Linked DNA regions of Mus musculus: region 1 is linked to region 2. Evidence: chromatin contacts called from public Hi-C data. All regions are on one chromosome and are shown on one strand. Each heading gives the region's core, a stretch centred on a gene start, on an enhancer-like site or on the middle of the called end of the contact. The rest is flanking DNA. Distances are from core to core; before and after follow the strand shown. Region 1 overlaps Nprl3 (nitrogen permease regulator-like 3). Region 2 has its middle 6.2 kb from the start of Gm39675.

Region 1 (4,604 bases), core at 1,646-4,145, 410 kb after region 2:
CTAGCAAAAATATATATAACTAAGATGAACATGGGTTTTTTAATATTTAATTTTTTAACAGATTTTTGTTGTTTTTGGTTTCTTTCTTTCTTTTTGAGACAGGGTCTCACTGTATAGCCTTGGCTGGCCTAGACCTTATTCTGCAGACCAGGCTGGCCTCAAAACTCAGAGATTCCCACTTGCCTCTTTTTCTCAAGTCCTAAGATTAAAGGCAAGTACCACCATGCCCAGATCTAAATCTTAAAAGAAAATTTCTGGATTGTTTCCTAGCATACTTATAATTAGCTAATATAAAAATCATGAGTGTTGTTTGTTTGCTTGTTTTTGCTTTGTCTTGGGCCCTAGGGCTGGAATCCAGAGCCTTACATAAACTAGGCAACCACTCTACAATGATTCCCAGGCCCATAATATAAGTAGTTTTGTTTTAGAGACACGGTCTCTCTCTCTATATCCATGACTGTCCAGGAGCCCAGAGATTCACTGGCCTTTGCCTTCTATAGGCTAGTATAAGAGGTGCACGCCACCATGCCCACCTAATTTTCCAAGGAAAATAAGTAAAGTTTTCACTGAAAATACATTAGAATCAGACAAGACTTTGTTAGTTTGTAATGATTTGTTCTAATTTCTGTTCCTCATTCTTTCTTCTGTAGCTGATAAGCCTAGGAGAAGGAAGCCGAGGTCATTCCCAGTTTCTTTCCAATGTAGTCCTCTGGGCACTCTAAAGGTTACACAGTGTCTATCAGCACAAATTATTTTTTGATTAGTTAGGGGACAGTTAGGTTCTTCAGCTTTTAAATTATAAGTTCCAAGTATGGAAATCACCCAGTTTACCAGCTGGATGTTCTCAATGGCCCCTCCCTGAGTTTCCCATCCCAGGACAAATTTGTGTAGCAGAACCAATGCCAGGCATTCTGTCCTAAATGAAAGGTGGTCGATCATATAACAATGTGTGGGGTCATTCCTAGAGAGATCAATTCAGACCCATGCATTTAGCACAGCAGATTCATATATGAACCCCTACAAGAGACTTTCTGTGCTGGTCATGACCAGCTCAATGTGTAGTTCTTGTAACTTCTCTAGCCAGTCTCTGCTTACTGACAGAGACAGTAAGGACTTCCTCTCCAGTACCCAGCTCACCAAATCCAAAGCTTTGGTTAGCTTCTGACAGTTGTGTTATGGTGTTGGAGAGGCCCTTGGAGATGGAGATTCTCTGTACTGTCCGCATACCCCAAGTCCACAAAGAGAACTGGCATGTGATCAAACTTGCAACCAGGCAGCAAGCCTGCCCTTCCCTGCACAGAGGATCTCTTTAATAGTATCCCTGGAACTAGAGAGCCAACTTAGAGCATTATCTGAAATTGCCTCAAAACAAAGCAGAATGACCAGTTGGTCCTCTAGAGATACTACACAAAGAGAAGCCATCAGACTCGAGCTCAGCAGGCTGCTGCACTTACCATCAGCCATAGCAGACACCTCATCCTGAAGTGCTAGGATCAGCTTGGCCTCTCGAGTGAGGTACTGGCAGCGGCGCTCCTCATGCTGCAGGACAGTAGCAATTCGGCGGGACAAGTTGTGTAGACAGTTTATCACTGATGGATCAGCATTGGCCTGCACACCAGAGGTCAAACACTCAGAATATGTATGCAGAGACACACTTATACGTCTCTAATACAAAAGCATAGACCATGACAGATGCCCTCTCCATTCCTTGCCACTAGGTTTCTCTACATAGTAACTGCCACCCAGAGTTCCCTGTGCATGCTCCTAGCCTACCTATATACATGCTGGCTGACTTCCTCATCTTCTAGTCTTGGGAACAACTGTCTAGAAGGTTGCAGAGATGACTCCATGGGAGTCCTCTATGGGGAACACACATTCCCACTGTGCTATGACTGTAGAGAAAATCAAGGGACAGCTAAGGGCACTGATTCCACCCACCTATTATGATATGATCTTGGGTCACTGGTCATCATCTGAAGAAGGAAAACTAGCAAGCAGAGGAAACTAGTCAAACACATACAGCACTCAGAACAGAGGTTGACCTGAGCAAAACCTTGGAGGTATCTGTAATCACTGTTGTGCACTGACCACTCATGAACATGTCTGGCCTATAGTATATAGGAATTCATTCACAACAGGCCACACGGTTCCAGAACAAACAACATAAAAGTGTTATGCTATTTGCTAAACATCTGTCAGGGATGAATTATTCCTAGCTAATCTGTTAATCAGATTACCACTAGGCTCCTGGCCCATGTCTCTCACAAGCATCTACTGCATACCTACACTAACTAGGTCAAAGTAGCATACACCCATCTGGAACCTATCAGTGACCATAGTCAACAGCAGGTGTACACACCCAGGCCAAGGGTGGAGCAGACCACTGTGGGATCTATGGAGATGCTTGAACGAGCAGATAACTAAGCCAAGCATGACTCAGAGTTTCTAGAGGCCACTAGGACTGCTGAGTAATACTTGGGGGTACAGAGTCAGAAAGGAAAGGACAAATGGTACCACTGATTAGGACCTCTGACGCTGTTTTCCCATCCTGTTTATTTGCCAAGTGACCCTGTGCCTGTTACCTTAAGTCAAAATCTTACCCTGACAACACCTTGTACACCTGCAGTTGGGAAGACTTTCTACATTCTCAATAAGCCACACACTTACAAAGAGAAGCAAAACCTGGGCAGACTTGCAGCCACCAGGCCGTCTGCCGTGACACTTCATGCTCAGGGCATCTCCTTGACCATGTCCTAAAAGGGCTGATTTACAATAGCCTCAATACAAAGTACACATTCACAAGAGTCCGTATAAAAATACTCCACTAGAAAGCGGGGAGAGAATACTCTTAGACACAAACTTTTCCTCTGACTAATGACTGAAGTCACAGTGAGTCATTCTCTCTGCTGGAGGTGCCACTAGCTGAGGTACAAAAGCATCCCTATAGCAGCTGGGGGGGACCAACTGTTTGAGTGTCCCCTTTGTGCGAGGTAGTTCTCACCCCCACACCATAAGGCTCAATGACATACACTAAAGGGATATCTGGTATGTCTTGTTTGCTGCCTTCAGCACCCAAGGCTATGCAGGGACACGCTGAGAAAGCTGCCACCTAGAATGAGGCAGAGTTTAATGGGAATGCTAACAAAAAGTGTATTTACAGCTAGGTATGGTAGCTTACCCCTATAATGCCATCACTTGGGAGGTAGAAGGATCAAGCTCAAGCCTACATAGGAAGGTTAAGGACAGCCTGGCCTATGTGACACCATCTCAAACAAAGTGAACATTCACAGTACAGGGTAAGAAATAACACCAAAGTTAATATATCGTCATCCATGGGACTTTCTGCCTCCCAAAAGCATGTATCCAGATATAACTACACCTTCATAATAACTTCCAGTCTGCAGGACACAGAAAGTCTGCCCAATGAGACAAATCTGAACATGGGAAATGTGGCAGGACTAGTGGAAACAGAGAACACCACAGAGAGCAGGGTTTGCATCTTGGCTCATACAGGCCAACTGAAAACCATTCTCAATCAAGATGCTTTAACAGACCAAGTACTAGTTAATACTAACTTGTCATGGTTAATTCTTGTCAGATTCAAAAGGGCATTATGGCATAAAATAAAACTATTGTTTTACAGATATGTCTTGTAACAGAATACTGAATGGGTATATGACAGGTATGAGGCACATGGCTATAATCTTAGCACTTGTGAGGTGGAAGCAGGAGGATCAGGAATTCTAGGTCATCCTCAGATACATAAGTGTTCATGGCCAGCCTGGGATATACAAGACCATTTCTTTAAAAAGTAATAAAAGCCAGGCACGGTGGCCCACGCCTTTAATCCCAATGCTCAGGAGGCAGAGGCAGGTAGATTTCAGTGAGTTTCAGGCTAGTCTGATCTATACAGCAAGTTCCAGGCCAGACAAAGTTACATTCTGAGACCCAGTCTCAACAGAAACAAAACAAAAAGAGAGACAGTGCCAGAAAGGTGGCTCAGGGGCTAAGACCATTTGCTGTCCTTCAGGAGGTCCTGAGTTCTGTCTCTACACACATGTGGTGGTTCACAACTGCTTGCAAGTCCAGCTCCAAGGGGTCTGAGTCCTCTTCTGTCCTTGGACACACACATTGTCTCACGCTCATAAGTAAACATAAATCTAACAATAGAACGGTCACGAGGCCTAGGATTCCCTCTGAAATACAGACACAAACTGCTACTGGGCTTCTTATGGCTTTCCTGCTAAGAAATGAAATATGAATCTAGATAGCAGTGATCAACAAGGTAAATGATACATGGCGACATCACACGTGTACTAGGTGTAACTAAATTGTGCATTTTGTTTATTATTTGGTAATGTGATATTTATATGATATAGTAAGGTGTTACTCTATAGCCAATGACAATTCAAGTCATGCTGACTTAAATTGTATACTAAGTAATGGGGTACAAAGACAGGGTCTCATGTAGCCCAAACTGGCCTCAAATTCACTATGTAGCAGAAATTGACTTTGAGCTCCTAACTGTCCTAACTCAGTTCCCCAAGAACTGGGATTATAGGAATGTGCCACCTGTTCTAGCTGAGTGTAGGGTTCATCTGTGT
Region 2 (4,500 bases), core at 711-3,210:
CAGATGAGGCCTGACCAGCTAAGGCTGAGAAGCTGAAGGCCTAGTGCAGGATTAACCACACCCAGCAAATGGACAGAGAAACAAACAACAGCTATGGTTCCCTTTTGAAAGATACATGGATAGAGAGCTCAAATGTTGGTCTTGCAGACCCCTAATTTTTAAGTCCTTGGTAAGAACCAAGGACTTACAAATCCATCCCAGACTCTGGAAAATCACAGTCCTGAGTCAGATCTGGGTTCCAATCCAGCCTGGCCTATTTCTAGCTCCTATGGTGAATTACTGCAGTGGGCCAAGACTCGGTTTCTTAGTGTGTGAGTTGGGGAGGAGCCACCTTACCTTCCAAGAATGCCATGAAACTTAACTGCTGTAAGGTGTGGGGAGGTGTGTGGCAGGCACACATGTTTGTCATGTTATGTTATGTTATGTTATGTTATGTCATGTTACGTCATGTCATGTTACGTCATGTCATGTTATGTTTCTCTCCTCGCTCTGTGTTAGAAGGTACAGCTAGGGCATGGTCTGGGAGGTGGAACATGACTGTGTTCAAGGTCACCTTCACTGGAATTTAATCCATGCCATTGGGCATCAGAGCACAGTACTAAGTGTATTTTACGAAACAACAAGTCTGAGGAACAGTTAATGCTCAGAGGTGTGAGTTGGGTACTGTGTTAAGTGCTTTGTCCACCATGCTAAAGGATAAAGAGTCATAGAGCACACTGGCAAAGCCTGTCTCCTAAGAACTGATGGCCCTCACCATGCTAAAGGATAAAATGTCATCACAGCACACTGTCTCCTAAGAACTGATGGTCCTCACTGGCTTTGTAGGCAGACCAACCCTGACTTCAAGTTCAAGGCTATAAAGTAAATTGTTTCAATGGGACTGAGGAAAGCTGGTTGGGGAGTATATAAGAGTGCTTTAGAGTCACAATAACGAAAATTATTTTTCTTGTAGAAATGCCAACACTGAAAGTGTTTTTATAGCTGCATGTTCATGGCCATAAAATCCAAATTCTCCCAGCTCCCTTAATGTTACATCATGTTGGGCCTTCCCTTTCCCCACCAGCTCTGGTACAGGGAAGCATGCTGCCCCCCTCTTACCCTCTTTGTCATCTTTCCTCACATGTGATGATGAAGTCTCTCCAACAAGGCCTGTGTATGTTCACAGCTGCAGCCTTTCAATTTGTTGCTCCTGTGGTTTGGTGAGAGGAAGAGGGACCCTATAAAGCCAACTGTGTGTCATTTGTAAGACAGACACTCAGTGCAGAAGAGACGCTTATAGTTAAATGGCTGTGGTCTCTCTAAGCAACCTGGCAGCCACAGCCCAAACTCTAAAGTCCGAGCAGTCCACTTCTGCTGAGAGAAGCAGATCCTCTGGGCATTATCCCTGTTAGTGCAAAGCAGGGTGCAGTGGGACAACACTTTTGATTCGGTGGTAACGCTGCACATGGGGTCTGTCAGCCTCTATATAAAAACAAAAAAACAATAACCAAGTATCTAGAATCTGGATGACTCCTATCTCCATTTAATAGCCCAGGGGGAGGTAAGAGCCTTCTGAAGCTCACACGGGAGGAAGCAGTGGGGTTGAAATCTTCTCCAGAGAATTACATCATGTTCATTCAGGGCAGGATTCAACGCCAGCTCACACCCAACTCCACCACACAACCTGCTGGCTCCTATCACTTGCCAGGGATGATTGGAGATATTAGAATATGGCAGTGAGCAAGAGGGGCAGACCTGTGCCCCCAAGGGGTTCCCTTTGAGAGAGCAAAAACAAGCAGGCAGGTTCTACTTGAGATGAGTCTTGCGGTAAAAATGTTCAGGTCTACAACAGGCAGAAAAGATGAAAGCACATGGCCACTGTAGTAAGGGAAAGTTCCTCTGGGAAGGTTCTATTTATGACCCAGAAGCTGTGTGGCGAATAGGAGTCAGCCATAGCAAGGACATCAAGGGTGAAGGTCCAAAGGTTAGAACTAACTCACACTGGGACACGTGTGGAAGCAGGAGCAGCATGACCAGAAGGGCATAGGATGATGGTGGACAGAGGCTGACACAGGGTCCAAGTAAAGAGATAGAACATCAAGTTGAGTTCAGGCCTGGAAGGTTCTGGCATGGGGGTGACAAATCAAAATGTATTTAGACGAGCCTTTGATGCTAGTGTGTCTGTGTCTGCATGCGTATGCATACATGTGCGGATGTGCATGCTTATGTGCACTGAAGTGGCACATAGGAGGCTGCATAGAGATCAGGGAAGCAAGGTGACACTGCTTTAGGCACCAAGGCAAGCAGGAGTGAGCTCTGTGTCCTAAGATAGGGGAAGATGTGGGATCCATTTGGAAACAAAGCCATCTGGACTCAGAAGGCTTGGAGATGAACGGCAAGGGAAGAGAGGACACTCAGAATGGCTGCCACACTAATGATTCCAGTCTTGTGCCTTGAACACAGCAGGTTAGGTATAGGGCTGTCTGCCTGGGCCTGTTGTAGCACAATGTGGGAGCACTGAAGAGCCCTGTTTCAAGACAGGCATGCCCCGCCTCTGCTCACATAGCAGGCAAGACATATCCAAGATAACACTCCTCTCTGCCCAGCGTCTTCCCGGAACACCAGCCAGCCAGGCCCTGCAGCAGCCAGGGTGCTGCGCTCTCTAGATTGGGTTCCTGGAAAAACTGTTCCATTATTGATAAGGAGCCCTCCTGACATCACAGCAAGATGAAGAAGCGTTTCTTTGCTGCCCTGCAGATCTGAGTTCTCTGGCTCAGCAGCAGGCTGGGGAAGGGACAGTTTAACCATGAAACACTGTCATCTGAAAATGCCAGAGAAACATAGCATTGTAATAACTCACATTTGCTGGACACTTGCTCTGCATCAGCCATCTCCTTCCAAAGAACCATGGTCCTAAGAACTCTTAAGACAAAGGGCCAAGTCCTCCCCACCTCACAAGACTAGAAAACTGAGGCAAGGGGAAGCCAGGCAAGTTGCTCCAGGTTACCAAACTTGAAAAGGGAAGGGCCAGGATTAAACTCTACACATATGGCTCCAGTTTGCGGCACCCCACTCTGCTGAATGGTCCCAGCCCATGTGAGAGGTAGGTCAGAAGCAGAAGGTGCTCTCTGCCTTTCCTAACGTAAAAGGAATTAGTTCGAGCTAGGGGGGCTGCTATGTGGTAGAGCATTAACCTAGCACGTGCATGGCCCTGGGTTCCACTCCGACACCACAGAAACATGAGTCAATGAGATGAGATGCCATGGAGAAACACTGAGCGAAGGCCATTGAGCCGCCTGCTTCACTCCTCTGAGTAAGGAATCATGCCTAAACTGGGACAGCTAGGAAGCAGAAGTACTGGGATCTGAACAGAAGTAATATAACCTGAGGGCAGAGACTCCCCAACTCCACTGCACATTCTCATGTGTGCATACTGCACAGAATATTAGTGTCTCAGTGAAGAGCCCCCTCACAAAGCCCAGTCGAATAATCACTCCAGAGTTGGGCTCCTGATGCCCTGCTGCTCCTTAAGTGTCTCATCCTCTGACCTGGAGTCAGTGACTTTCTTCTTGTAACCTCAGAAGAGAGCCTAGATCCATTCCTCTAACATGCCAGTGTGCTGCTTGGAAATACTGGCTTGTTCCTTTTTAGTTTGCTGGATCCCACACTTTTCACCCCCCCCTCCTGCCTACTGACTTTGGCTGGGCACCTGCAGACTAGTGTGAGGCTGGAGAAAGATCAAAAGGAGAAGCAAGCTGATTCTCAAGGCCAGTCTCACCTTTGCTATCTCTGTGGCCTGTTCTTTCACCACTCTCCTCTACCTACCATGTACACCATCTAAACTGTCCCAAAGAGGAAGCAGTCCCAGCTCTGACATACATGATAAGCTGTGTCACTGCTCTGACATGCATGATGTGGTGCATCACAGCTCTGACATTCATGATAAGCTGTGTCACAGCTCATACATGCATGATGCGGTGCATCACAGCTCTGACATTCATGATAAGCTGTGTCACTGCTCTGACATGCATGATGTGGTGAATCACAGCTCTGACATACATGATAAGCTGTGTCACTGCTCTGACATGCATGGTGTGGTGAATCACAGCTCTGACATACATGATAAGCTGTGTCACTGCTCTGACATGCATGGTGTGGTGAATCACAGCTCTGACATACATGATAAGCTGTGTCACAGCTCATACATGCATGATGCGGTGCATCACAGCTCTGACATTCATGATAAGCTGTGTCACTGCTCTGACATGCATGGTGTGGTGCATTACAACTCTGACATACATGATAAGCTGTGTCACTGCTCTGACATACATGATACGCTGCCTCCTACTCCCATATTCTAGGTCAGGAAATGTGAGAGTTTGGGCCTGGAAGGGGACAAAGAAGGACTAGATGCTGAGCTGCCTTTAACTAGCTTCCTGCTTGGAAAGGAAGGTAAGGAGTAACCTGAGACAAGGGCTGCCCCACAGGGCTAGAGAAAGAGCTCTAAGGACTCAAAGGAAG

What was found. Hi-C and Micro-C count contacts between places; a contact is called where the count stands out from the background.
Region 1: a contact with region 2 is called in a Hi-C map of the G1E-ER4 cell line, with 3 times the contacts expected there. The contact joins two enhancer-like sites. A contact is called at or near these places in 1 of 484 Hi-C or Micro-C datasets (the G1E-ER4 cell line) and 2 of 115 datasets of contacts at active chromatin or transcription factors (double positive thymocytes and fetal liver).

What each region holds. Positions count from the first base shown.
Region 1 is chr11:32,248,671-32,253,274 of GRCm38.p6, forward strand. Nprl3 (nitrogen permease regulator-like 3) reads right to left here. Exons shown (of 13, transcript NM_181569.3): 5 at 1,455-1,608. Among named protein-coding and RNA genes, the nearest start is that of Nprl3, 17 kb to the right of the region's middle. RefSeq lists enhancers at 1,878-3,188, 1,880-3,188, 2,123-3,739, 2,134-2,699, 2,181-2,694 and 1 more. Within about 2 kb of position 2,896, at least 56 of the 459 cell types and tissues checked have an H3K27ac peak or open chromatin away from gene starts, as enhancers often do. A contact at or near this core is called in the G1E-ER4 cell line, where this site is marked.
Region 2 is chr11:31,841,416-31,845,915 of GRCm38.p6, forward strand. No RefSeq gene overlaps it. Among named protein-coding and RNA genes, the nearest start is that of Gm39675, 6.2 kb to the left of the region's middle. Within about 2 kb of position 1,961, at least 38 of the 459 cell types and tissues checked have an H3K27ac peak or open chromatin away from gene starts, as enhancers often do. A contact at or near this core is called in the G1E-ER4 cell line, where this site is marked.